Regions from separate parts of the Cricetulus griseus genome. Here region 1 is linked to region 2. A link is a contact called in public Micro-C data. All regions are on one chromosome and are shown on one strand. Each heading gives the region's core, a stretch centred on a gene start, on an enhancer-like site or on the middle of the called end of the contact. The rest is flanking DNA. Distances are from core to core; before and after follow the strand shown.

Region 1 (5,755 bases), core at 3,033-5,532, 52 kb after region 2:
ACAATAACAGCCAAACACAATCTCCCTCAAAACACCACACACACACACACACACACACACACACACACACAGGGCTTGGGAGATAGCTCAATTGATAAAGCACTTGCCTTGCAAAGACTTGAACCCCAGAACTGTTTTGTTATTGTTGTTGTTTTGTTTTGTTTTTTCTTTTCTTTTTCTTTCTTTGTAAAGCTGGAGGCTACAACTAGCACTTGAAACCTAGTGCGAGGGGAATGTTAGACAGATCCCTAAGTCTTCCTAGTCAGCTACCTAGTCTACTCAGTGAGTTTTTGGTCTACCTGACTAAAAAAGACAATGTGCCTGGAGAATAATACTCAACGTTGTACTCTAGCCTCCATGCTCACATATATGAACATCAACACAAATACATCTACAAAAATACATTACATATTTTCCTCATGTTTCTATTATTCTAAAAAAAAAAAAACCCTGCATCTATACTTATTCTCTGTCTGTCTTTTCTTGATACTGAGGATTCAACCTAGAGCCTTGCACATGCTAGGCAAATGTTTTACGGCTGAGCAACACCCCTGGTCTATTTATTTGCACAGAGCCTCTCACAGAGTTGTTCAGGTTGACCTCAAGCTTGCAATCCTCATGCCTCAGTTTTCCAAGTAGTTAGAATGACGGCATATTTCACCATGTCCAATTGTATTTATATGTTATTGCACAGGGTTAGCAAACTACATTTGCTTTGGGGCTTTAATATTAATACACAGTCCCCTGTATTTATGTGAATCATGCCCATATAGTAAATGTATGGAATGTACACATGCATATATTTTTATATGTTAATCTGTACATCTACTATGACATCATACCTTCTGTAAAAGTGTCTCCTTACCACAGTAACAGCAGTATAAATGTCTTCCCTTTTTATTGTTCAATGGTGACTTAGGGTAATTCTGATTTTGGGTTAATAGTAGGCCTAGAGCCATATTCCTATCACTATCCCCATATGCCCCATAGTGACTGACCAGCAGCCACTGTGGGCAGAGGGGTACTCCTGTAGTAGGTCACTGCCTATCCAGCATGCATTACAGGTAGCTTGCTGGATGCAGGTGTGTGAATGGTTACCCATACCTCCTAGAGACCAGTGTCCACAATCTCTCAAAATGAGGGTGCTGTAAAGGGCTCACAATGACTGCTCTTAGGGATATATAGCCCTTTGTAGTCACAGTCTCCTGCCAAATGTGGTTTTCTCACTTGCCAAAGAAAAAGACCAGCTTGAGAACTCTTGGACATTGTGTCAAGCCTTTTTTTCTTTTTTGACCCACAACATAGGTTTGTTCAAATTACCAGGTATCTTCTGTCATCACTGAAGCCGATGGCTCAAATTTGCCATATTGTTGAAGCTGGCCTTGAACTTCTGATCCTCCTGCTTCTGCCTCCAAGGAGGTGGGATGGTGAGTGTCAGCAATGGTCAGTGTGTGGTGCTGTGGATCAAACCTGGGGCTTCCCGAACGCCCAGCAACCATTCTATCAACTGAGCTACATTCCCAATCCCTCCATTATCTTTTCTGAAAAAAAAAAAAACAGAATTATTTCACTTTTATTAATGTGTCTCTGTGCATTTGTGGGAGGGCACTTGTGAAAGCCAGGAGGTTGTATCCCTTAGAGGTTGTGAGTCATCTGATATGGGTTCTGGGAACCAAACCCAGACCCTCAGCAAGAGCAGCAAGCAATTTTAACCACTGAGTTATCTTTCTAGACTCTTCTCCTTATTTTAAAAGGAGGAACTCTAAATTTCTATCAACTCTACCACTGCTACCATCTGGGTAGGAAGTGTCTGTGTGAAGGGTCCACGTGTTGGAGGCTCAGTCCTTAATTGGTAAATCCAGTCAATTACTGAAGGACAGTTGCATTCTGAGGTCTTTGACCTAGAAGAGGGATTAAGTCACTTGGTAGGTGCATGATTCATTGGAGGTGGGGCCTCCTTGGATGCAGTAGGTTACCGGAGTCATGTCTTTGGGGACTGGATCTTGTTCTGGGCCCCTCTGTTTAGGTTTCTGTTTTGTGACAGCCACAGAGTGTGCAGACTCTGGAACATGCTCTGCTGCCATTATGTTCTGCCTTGTCTCAGGTCCAAAGCAATGGATCCAGCTACTCTCAGCCTGAATCCCCTGAAACTGAGAGCTAACACAAATCTCTCCTGTTTAAGTTGTTTAGTCAGTCATTTTGTCACAGTGATAGCAATCTACATAGCACACTTGATCTGATGTCATGAGTCTTGCATATATTTGCTTCCGTGTCTTATCTCACCTACTGAATTCTACATTCTAAAGAACCTTTAGAATTCTTGCCTTAAAAGGGCAAGATCTATGTTGGATTTCTGTGTATCATCCACCCTGGCAGACCCCATACTGATGCTCAATAAAGGAAGGAATGGAGGTAAATGAGAAAGCCATATCAATTTCCAGTTGGTGTTTAGAGTCTATCTGGCTTATATGAAGGGAATCCTCAAAAGTGAAGCTGCTAAATAAGAGACTTAACAAGGAAAACTCTTCCAGGACTTCCTCCTGTCCCAGCCCTCAGTACTTCAAGACCCCAGAGGTTTTCAACTGGTAATTAACACAAGGCAAGTGAGTTATTTTTACTGGCTCATAAATTAACCCTTAAGTATTAAGGAAGCAATAAGCCAGCACTCAGTCATCAGCCATGCTTTCCTCTTTGTTTATACTAGCCGAGGACTTTGGCTGCTATTTTTGTTCCTTCCCCTCCAAGCGTGATCATGAAAACAGTCACAGGAACTCATCAGAATGAAATGTGTAGTAAGAAACAATGCACACATAATACAAAGTTATGTATTCCTAGATATGTTTTGGCTAACCCGGTAAGATTGCAACAAGTTCTGTAAACAATGTATGGTTGCTTGGAAAAATAGAAAGAAAAACAAAAAAGGTTTGACAGATGGTGCTGTTGGTAAAGCCCCTGTCTAGTACTGAAGCCTGAAGACATGAGTTGGATCCCTGTATCCCACATAAAGGTGTAAGGAGGTAACTGTACAAAGTTGTTCTCTGACTTCTGTAGTGCCGTGTCCCCAATCCATGCACCAAGTGCATGAACACACACACACACACACACACACACACACACACACACACACACACAAACACACACAGTAAAAAAATGTAAATGTCAGAACCAGCACTATTTGTGTATATTAATGAAAATATAAGTGCACCTGGAGTTATTTTCACAGCATTTAAACAAGGCTAAGACAATTGCATAAAATAAATATATCCTTGAATTTAGAACCCCAGGCTCAACAACGTCAGTAAACTGAGATGGGATGAATTGGCAAGCAGGTCCAGATTTACCTAAAAAGAAAGAAAAGAAGAAAGAAAGAAAAGACACCTTAACAGAGTGTGCCTAGGGGGGCGTGACACACATTTTTGCACAATTTGAATAAGGGGCACGGTGCGTGCGCCCAAATGCCTATTCCAGCTTCTGGCTCTTAGCACGCACGACTGGTTCCGGATTCCCGCACCGCGCACCTCACCGGGCCAGCTACTGCGGGCTGGGAGGGCGCTTAGGGCTAACGCTGATTGACCGGGCGCGCGGTCAGGTGACCCGAGGCGCCACGTTCTGAGAGCCCGGCCGGCGGTGGCTTCCTAGGCAGGGGCAGGGCCGATCCGGGAGCCGAGAGGGACTGATCTCTCCCGGAACAAAGTTGCTAGGGCCGGGGTGCCGAGGGCGCACGAGCGCCAAGGCGGCGGGAGCGGGAGGCGGCTCCGACCTGCGGGATTCACGGCTCCTGGGCTGGGCTAACCCTGCCGGAGACGCGAGCCCCCTTCCCGGGGTGGCGGGCTGACCAAGCAGCGCCCCACCCTCGCTCTCCAACAAAGGGGCCGGCGGCGGCGGGGGAGGACCGGGAGGAGGAGTCGGATCCGCGAGCTGCTCTCGCGCACAAAGTTGTGGAGTCGCCCTTCCCCGGAGGAGGGGAGCCGGCAGCGCCGGGCGCGGGATTTCTCCCGCCCAGGGCCAAGGAGGAGCCGCGGGTTCCCTCAGCCGATCAGGCGACCTCGGCGAGTGGTGCCCCTTTTCTTTCGAGTCATTCCTGCAAACGGAAAACTCCAGCGCGCGCCTGCCCCTGGCTAGCGTTTGGACTGTTTTGTTTTTGGCGGAACTACAGGGCAGGAAGATTGCACAAGTCAGGGGGCGTTTCCAATCGGGTGTCAAGCTCTTTTCTTTCTTTTTTTTTCTTCTTCTTCTTCCCCCCCTCCCCCTTTTTCGGATCTTGTCTGACTTTCCACGTTTCATTAAAAAAAAAAAAAAGAAAAGAAAAAGCAAAACCAAAATCCTCGCATCGCCCAACGTAGGCTCCCGCACACCAGGCTTCCTGAGACCCGAACACGCCCAGAGAAGCCCTTGGGCCTCAGGGACTTGGCGAGCAGGTAAGCCCATGCATTATTGAAGCTCCGGGCTGTGTAATGTGACCGCAGTCCCCGAGGGAACCGGGCGGGGGCTGAGAGGAGGTGGGACCTTTCTGCGGTTCCTCCACCCGGTCCAGAAATAGCAGGCTGGCCAACTTCTGCACTTTCCCTGGGAGCTCAGCGCCCCCATCCTGGGCGGGAGGGAGCTGGGATGAGAAGGTGGGAATCTACTTGTCGCCAAGGTCTCAAATTTCTCGGGCTGGTTCAGTGCTGTCCGTCTTGTCCCTTCCTGAGGAGAGAGGGTGTCTTCAGTTCGTTCATCGTCCTGAGCGGGCGAGCAGGGCTAGTAGTCTACAAGAGGGTACGTGGCCTCTTCAAGAGAGCCTGTCACACACCTCAGATTCCGGGAAGGCGGGGCCCGGGCGGTGTCTCGGAGGAGAGGGTGGGGAGGGCGGTTGTGCGGTCAGTGGCTTGGGGAGCGCTTCCCTGCCGGCCTCCAGGCTGGGGGCGTGCTCGACCTCTGTGTGGTTGCTATTCCCGAGGGTGGGGCCCCAGTGTGGCGAGATCGCCAGCTCCCTGCAAGCAGCTCTGGAGAGGCTGACGGGGATAGGGGGATACCTCATTGGTGCACAGTCCCGGTCGCCTGCTTTTCCGGACTCTTGGCATCCCTTAACTGCAACTGACAAGGTAATTCATGCCCCCTTTTGGCCTGGGTCTGAGGCTCTCTGCTTGCCCAAGGCCACTTACAAAACCAACAAAGAACTAATTGTGAGCTGTGCAACTTTTAGAAGGCACATTGTTCAGAGACTTTTCAAGTCCCTAGATTCCGACCGTGTGGCGTTCCAGGGTTATTTTCAAGGGGAGGAGAAAACGTGTGTGACCCCTGAGAGCCAGGGACCTGGCCTTTTTGAACCCTCAAATTAGAGCTCCTGGGTGTAATTCCGGGCTGCACTTTCTGGAGTGTCCCCGAGGGAGCATCCTTTATCCTCCTAGCCTCCAGATCACCTGGGTCACCACTATCTAGAGAGGTGGGCTCTCCAAGAGTTGCTTGGGAGGGTGCGCCTTGGCCAGAGTGCACGAATTCCAGACGAGAAGGCATCTCCTGGATGGCGAGGCAGCAGCAGCATCCATTCGGTTTGAACTTGTCCTGGGCCTCTGAAGTCAGGCTGGACTCTCGGTGGCTGGCTGCTGGTGGGCGCCGGGGACGCAGCCTACGGGTAGCATTGGGGCCTTCGTGAGCTGGAGGAATTCGAAGCTCGTGGGTCGTTCAGCCTGAGGATATCAGGCGGTGAGGGCGAGGGCCATTCGCGCTGAAGCCACCCCCCCCCCCCGTCCCTTTCACCAGCATTTATGAGACC
Region 2 (5,726 bases), core at 3,040-5,539:
TCAAGAGAAAGGCAAAGTTTTTCTCAGAGGCATGACTGTGTTAATGGGCAGCTGACCAGTGTGTGCAAAGACTAGGGGACTTCTCACCTGCAGGCATCACCTACCAGGATTAGTTAACCCCTTCTCTTCTGCTGTACCTAATAAACACATTTCAGTTCAGTTAAAGAACCCCACCGGGATCCCAGTTTCATTGTGTGTGTGCCCATTGGTCTGTCCTTTCTTTATTCTATCTCCTCTCCTAGTCAGAGTACCAGGACCCAAACTTTGAAGGATGTACAGATCATAGTAGAAACCACATTCTGGTGGCTCAGGAGGCAGAAACAGATCTATGTAAATTCACAGTCAAAGACAGAAGTCACCGTCCCTGTATGATGAACAGGGCCTTGGGGGAACAATGTGGGATGGACAGTGCAAGGCTCAGCCACCAGCCCCCTGTCTGCCTCTGCAGAACACCTAGCCTGGGTCCTGGGGTATTGGGTGACGGCCAATGTAATGTAAATAAGCCCCTGTCCCCTAAATTGCCTTTTGCTGATGGTGTTTTATCACGGCAACAAAAACGAAAGTAGAACACTGAACAAGTTAAAATCAAGGGAGCAGAGCCCTCTAGGTGAGAGGTAGGATGGCAGGAACCCGGGAGGCCTTGACTCTGCATTTGAGGCAGAGCAAAGGGGTCAGTCCCTGCAGCCACCAGGGAGGAAAATTAGGAAGTGGGCCACACTGCCTTGCCCACACAGCTTTCTCCAGAGGCTCCTTCCGGTGTGTCTTGCCCCACGGGCGGGAAAGGCAAGCGGCGCACAGGTGCAGGGCCCCAGCACCTCATTCGATTAGGAAGAAACAAACTGAAGTTTGCCCTGCGACCCCGTCCACACGCCACCCGAGGGACTCGGTCACACGTCTGCTCTGGAGCCCAGAAGTTAAGTGTGGGGTTTGTGTGCGGCGCCCGCGCACCTCCAATGTGCAAGCAAAGCCAGCGGGGCCGCCCGCCCGCTCGCCCGCTCCAAGCGCGGCCCCGCGCGCTGTTCCTGCAGTTGCAGTTCCTCCGTCGCCGCCAGGAGCTCGGGGCGACAGCGAGCGGCTGCCGCGACGCGAAATCCTGGAGGCAGCCATCGAGCTTCGGTAGCTGGGCCGGGAAAGCCGAGAGCGCCAGCCGGCTCGCACTGGAGTATCCTTTTTAAAAACAAGGAAAGAGAACGGTAGTGTAAGCTTTGTAGGAAAAGCAGAAGCAACAGTGCACGCCGGGACCAGGATGGCCGAGTGGTTAAGGCGTTGGACTTAAGATCCAATGGACGTATGTCTGCGTGGGTTCGAACCCCACTCCTGGTATAAGTGCTAATTTTGTTCTTTTTCCCAAGGTATCAGGTTTTTTAGGCCCAGATCCCTTGAAAAACTAGTATTCTGATTTCCAGTTGGAAAAAAATGCAGTTACAGCCTTGGTTACAGCTGCAAGCCTAGTTTCCACCAGTGAGGTCACCTAGTCTCCGGGGACCTGTGCACGGCAGGGGACTGCAGACCTCGGCCAGCTGCTACCCCTGCCTGGCGGGAGGAGGCCCGTCGCGGCGGGCTGGTTATCAACTAACTTTTTGCAAAAGTACTTTTCCACAGAAGGGAAAAGCAAGTTCACCTCTTTCTCCTCTGTCCCCACCCTCCAGTCCCTTCTTCTCTTTTTTTTCTCTTTCCTTCCTTCCGTCCTTCCTTCCTTCCTTCCTTCTTTTTTTTCTTTTTCTTTTTTTCTTTTTTTTTTTTTTTTTGTCTCCAAAGTTTAACTTGTTACCATGCAACCCTTCCGTTAACTCCGAGAAGGTACCATTGTTCTGAAGACACAGAATTGGAAATATTTTCGTGTTTTTTTTTCCTATTTTCTTCAAAAGTATTTTAATCGAAACAATTTAAGATCTTAAACAGAATTTGTAAGTGCGGCTCAAGGAACTCCCCAGCCTTGAAACTAAGACAGTGATTGAATCCCTCAATACAATCATAAAACTTAGGAGACATTGATCATTAACATTGGTCTTTTATTTTCATTTGATCCTTGGGCCCCACTCAATTATCTAGAGTCGTAGAAATATTCTTTACATCGAAAGCTCCGCTTCAAGATGATATATCTCGTTTTCCAGTCCGGCTCAGAACTCTGTGGAAATGTTATCAGTATATTTACACAGTGCCACCTACTGGTAAATTTAAGGTAAATTTATTTGCTTAGATAATCCTGGTATTTTTGAATAACTGTATTTAGGAGATTAAGGCAATGTTAACCTCCAATGTTAACAGACAGAAAGTTAACCTCCCCCCTTTAAATCTTTAATAAATAATCTTCCATTAAACAGACTCACTCATCACTAAGGTACCTTTTCAGGAGCATTGTTCTAATTCTATGATAAAAGCCTTCTCTGGCTTCATTGATCTTTGTTTCAATTAAACATTTTCTTTTCGTACTTTGAAGATGGTTATGAAGTTAAAGGTACATATATATGCATATATATTTGATTATATATATATATATATATATATATATATTATATATAGTCAAGCATTAAGAGACAGATATTATCATGGTCACTTGCAAGATTCCTACACAAGAAGCTTTTTTAATCCTCCTCAGTAGTAGGTTGGAGCTTGGGGACTTTGATTAGCTTCTTTTGTTTTCCACTTTTAGTCATTTGTTTTATATCTATTCATGCTTGTCTGAACGTATGTAAGAACACTGCCTGGGTGCCTGGTGCCAGTCCAGGAGGAAGCCATGAATCCCACAGAACTGGAAATACAGTTTATAAACTGTCACATAGGCACTAGGAACCAAACCCAGGTCCTCTGTAAGAGCAACAAGTGATCTTAGTTGCTGAACCATCTCTTCAGCTCTATACAGCCTGTTTTTCATTTTTAGGCACAGTTTCAATTAGTCAATGAACAAATCAGGTGCAGGCTATGCACCTCATACACATGCTAATTATTCATATGAAGTAAATTTTAATGCTCCAAGCTCTAAAATTTTTAGTAGCATATTCATAGCACAAAATGATGTATTTCATAACGACATTTTCAAAATTGTGTATCCCATTCCCTTCCTCTTCCCTTATACTGCCCCTTCCACCTTTGGACCCAGCTTCATCTTTTTCCTGCAAATGGCATAATTTTGTTTAGATATGGTTGAATAAAACTCCATTGTGCATGTATACCGAATTTTCAGTATCTACTCATCTACTGTTAAATGCCTAGGCTGGCCCCTCTCCTTAGCTGTTGGGGGAAAATACAGCAGTAAACACGTCTGGAATGTGTCTTTGTGGTTGCTGACCTAGACTTCTCTGGTAAATACCCAGGAGTAGTACACTATATGATAACTCTATTTTTAGGGGTGTGTGTGTGTAGCTTCTATTGTTTATTTCCATAGTACCTGTGACTAATTTACATTCCCACTAGCTGTGTACTAGGTCTGCCACCTCCACTCTGGCCAGAGTGTGTTTGATTTGGGGTGTGTGTGTGTGTGTGTGTGTGTGTGTGTGTGAGAGAGAGAGAGAGAGAGAGAGAGAGAGAGAGAGAGAGAGTCTTTCTATTCAGTCCTGGCTATTCTGAACTTATTATGTAGACCAGCTAGCCTTGAACTATGTGATCTGCCTGTCTTTGCCTCCTGAGTGCTGGAAGCAAAGGCATGGGCCACTATGGCCAGCTTTTGTTTTGTTTTGTTTTGTTTGTTTGTTTGTTTGTGATTTATTAATGGCAGCCTTTCTGACTGGGGTAAAATGGAATCTCAAGATAGTTTAGCTGTAGAGGCAGAAAGCATACATCTATTAATTTTCTATAATTGGACACAAGGCCATTGTGAACCAAGCTGGCTAAACTGAATTTCCATTAACATAAATTTCAGTATTCCTAGACTTTTTATCAGAGTACCCGGAAGGGAATGATTGTTGTCTGCAGCATTTAAAAAAATGATACAAGTGAATGGGCATAGTGGCACACACAAAGTTTAATATCAACACTTGGGGGGCAGAGGCTAGTAGACCTCTGTGAGTTTGAGACTAGCCTCATCTACATAGTGAAGTTTAGGCCAGCCAGGACTAGATAATGAGAGCCTAGTGAAAGAGAAAGAAAGAAAGAAAGAAAGAAAGAAAGAAAGAAAGAAAGGAAGGAAGGAAGGAAAGAAGGACAGGCAGACAGACAGACAGACTGAAATAGAATCATAGGTGATAGACATTAATATTGCTCACAGACTAAAGTCGACATAGAGATGTGTGGAGTGACATCCCAGTGTGAGCAGACTGACTGCCCTGGGCAGTGAGGGTCTGTGACTGGGACACAGGAAATGAATCAGTTGGGATCAGCACTGTCCCCTATCAGTCATCTCTGACCAGGGTCAGCACTGGGTGCTCACCAGCGTGAAATGGGAATCATGAGTAACAGAGCATCTCTAGAATTTTATGTGCACTCACTTTCCATTCACTGAATAAGTGAATGACCTCAAAATCCAATGGAAAAATTCACACCTGATTCTGTACATTGTATCCTTGAGCATTCTCTTTTAGGGTATGTGGTAAAAACGTGCCTTGGATGCATTTTAACCATGTTTACTGTACACACACACACACACACACACACACACACACACACACACACACACACACACGACTGCTGTAAAAGAAGATTCCACACTACAGATCCCTGTGACAGGAGTCCTGCCTGGTCCTAGGTGGCCCATTGCAGAAGTCTCAAGGTCAGTCAGCAGGCAGAGGAAGTACAGGGAAGGTGTGGTTTGCACAGAAAGAAGGGAAGCAGGCTGAGTATTGACTGGTTTAGGTAAAGCCAGCAGTGTGGAACCCCTAAAAACTAGCAAACTGGTCAGGCAGTGGTAGAGCACGTCTTTAATCCCAGCACTCAGGAAGCAGAGGCAGGCCAATCTCTATGAGTTCAAGTCCAGCCGGGTCTACAGAGCCAGTTCCATAACAGGCTCCAAAGTTACACAAAGAAACTCTGTCTTGATAAACAACAACAACAAAAGAATTATCAGACTCTGGAAGGACATCCTGCTCTATGTGGGAGGCCCCAGGCCCCAGAACTTCAGCAATACAAGGAAGAATAAAAAAAGACTTCACACAATATGGGTCAGGCTTTCTGCTATTGCTTTTGTCTTCCCCCTTTCTCCCTTCTAGACTAGCTAGTGCCAAAATTCAGAAGCCCAGGGGGGAAAACCTTCAAGTCACTTATGAGTCATTTCTATCTTGGAAGGTTTTACCATGTGCATGAGCAATTCCAATCTCAAATTTATCTTTGGGGTTAGGCTGTGCTTTGGGCCATTTCATTCATTGCTATCTATAGTGTAGTGAGATTGTCAGTTATCTGAAGAGGTACTATTACCCCCAGACAGGGTCTCACTACTTCCCTGGATAACCTGGAACTAACTTTGTAGGCCAGGTTGGCCTGGAACTCAATGGAGATAATAATTCCTTTGTGTCTGTCTCTCAAGTGCTGGAACTAAAGGTGTGCTCCACCACACCTGATAGAAGGTAACTTTTGTTTTGTTTTTCTGAGACAGGGTTTCTCTGTGTAACAGCCCTAGCTGTCCTGGAACTCACCCAATAGACCAGGCTGGCCTCAAACTCACAGAGATCCACCTGCCTCTGCCTCCTGAATGCTGGGATTAAAGTTGTTTGCCTCCACCGCCTGGGAAAAGGTAATTTTTAAAGTTATATTTTAAAATGGATTATTAAGAAAAAAGATGAGGGGCTGGAGAGATG

The links. A called contact is a pair of places that touch in the nucleus more often than the background predicts.
Region 1: a Micro-C map of the CHO-K1 cell line shows a contact between it and region 2, with 2.4 times the contacts expected there. The contact joins the promoter of Utrn here to the enhancer-like site in region 2. A contact is called at or near these places in 3 of 8 Hi-C or Micro-C datasets (the CHO-K1 cell line and fibroblasts).

The regions. Positions count from the first base shown.
Region 1 is chr2:276,000,520-276,006,274 of CriGri-PICRH-1.0, forward strand. Utrn (utrophin) reads left to right here and starts at 4,283. Exons shown (of 74, transcript XM_027402014.2): 1 at 4,283-4,418. LOC118238364 (vegetative cell wall protein gp1-like) reads right to left here and starts at 4,895. Exons shown (of 4, transcript XM_035440387.1): 1 at 3,206-4,895; 2 at 1,321-1,541. The coding sequence starts at 4,428. The coding sequence ends at 3,586.
Region 2 is chr2:275,948,867-275,954,592 of CriGri-PICRH-1.0, forward strand. It overlaps Trnal-uaa (a tRNA gene), which reads left to right and starts at 1,241; the gene lies at 1,241-1,323. Within about 2 kb of position 4,290, at least 1 of the 6 cell types and tissues checked has open chromatin away from gene starts, as enhancers often do. A contact at or near this core is called in the CHO-K1 cell line, where this site is marked.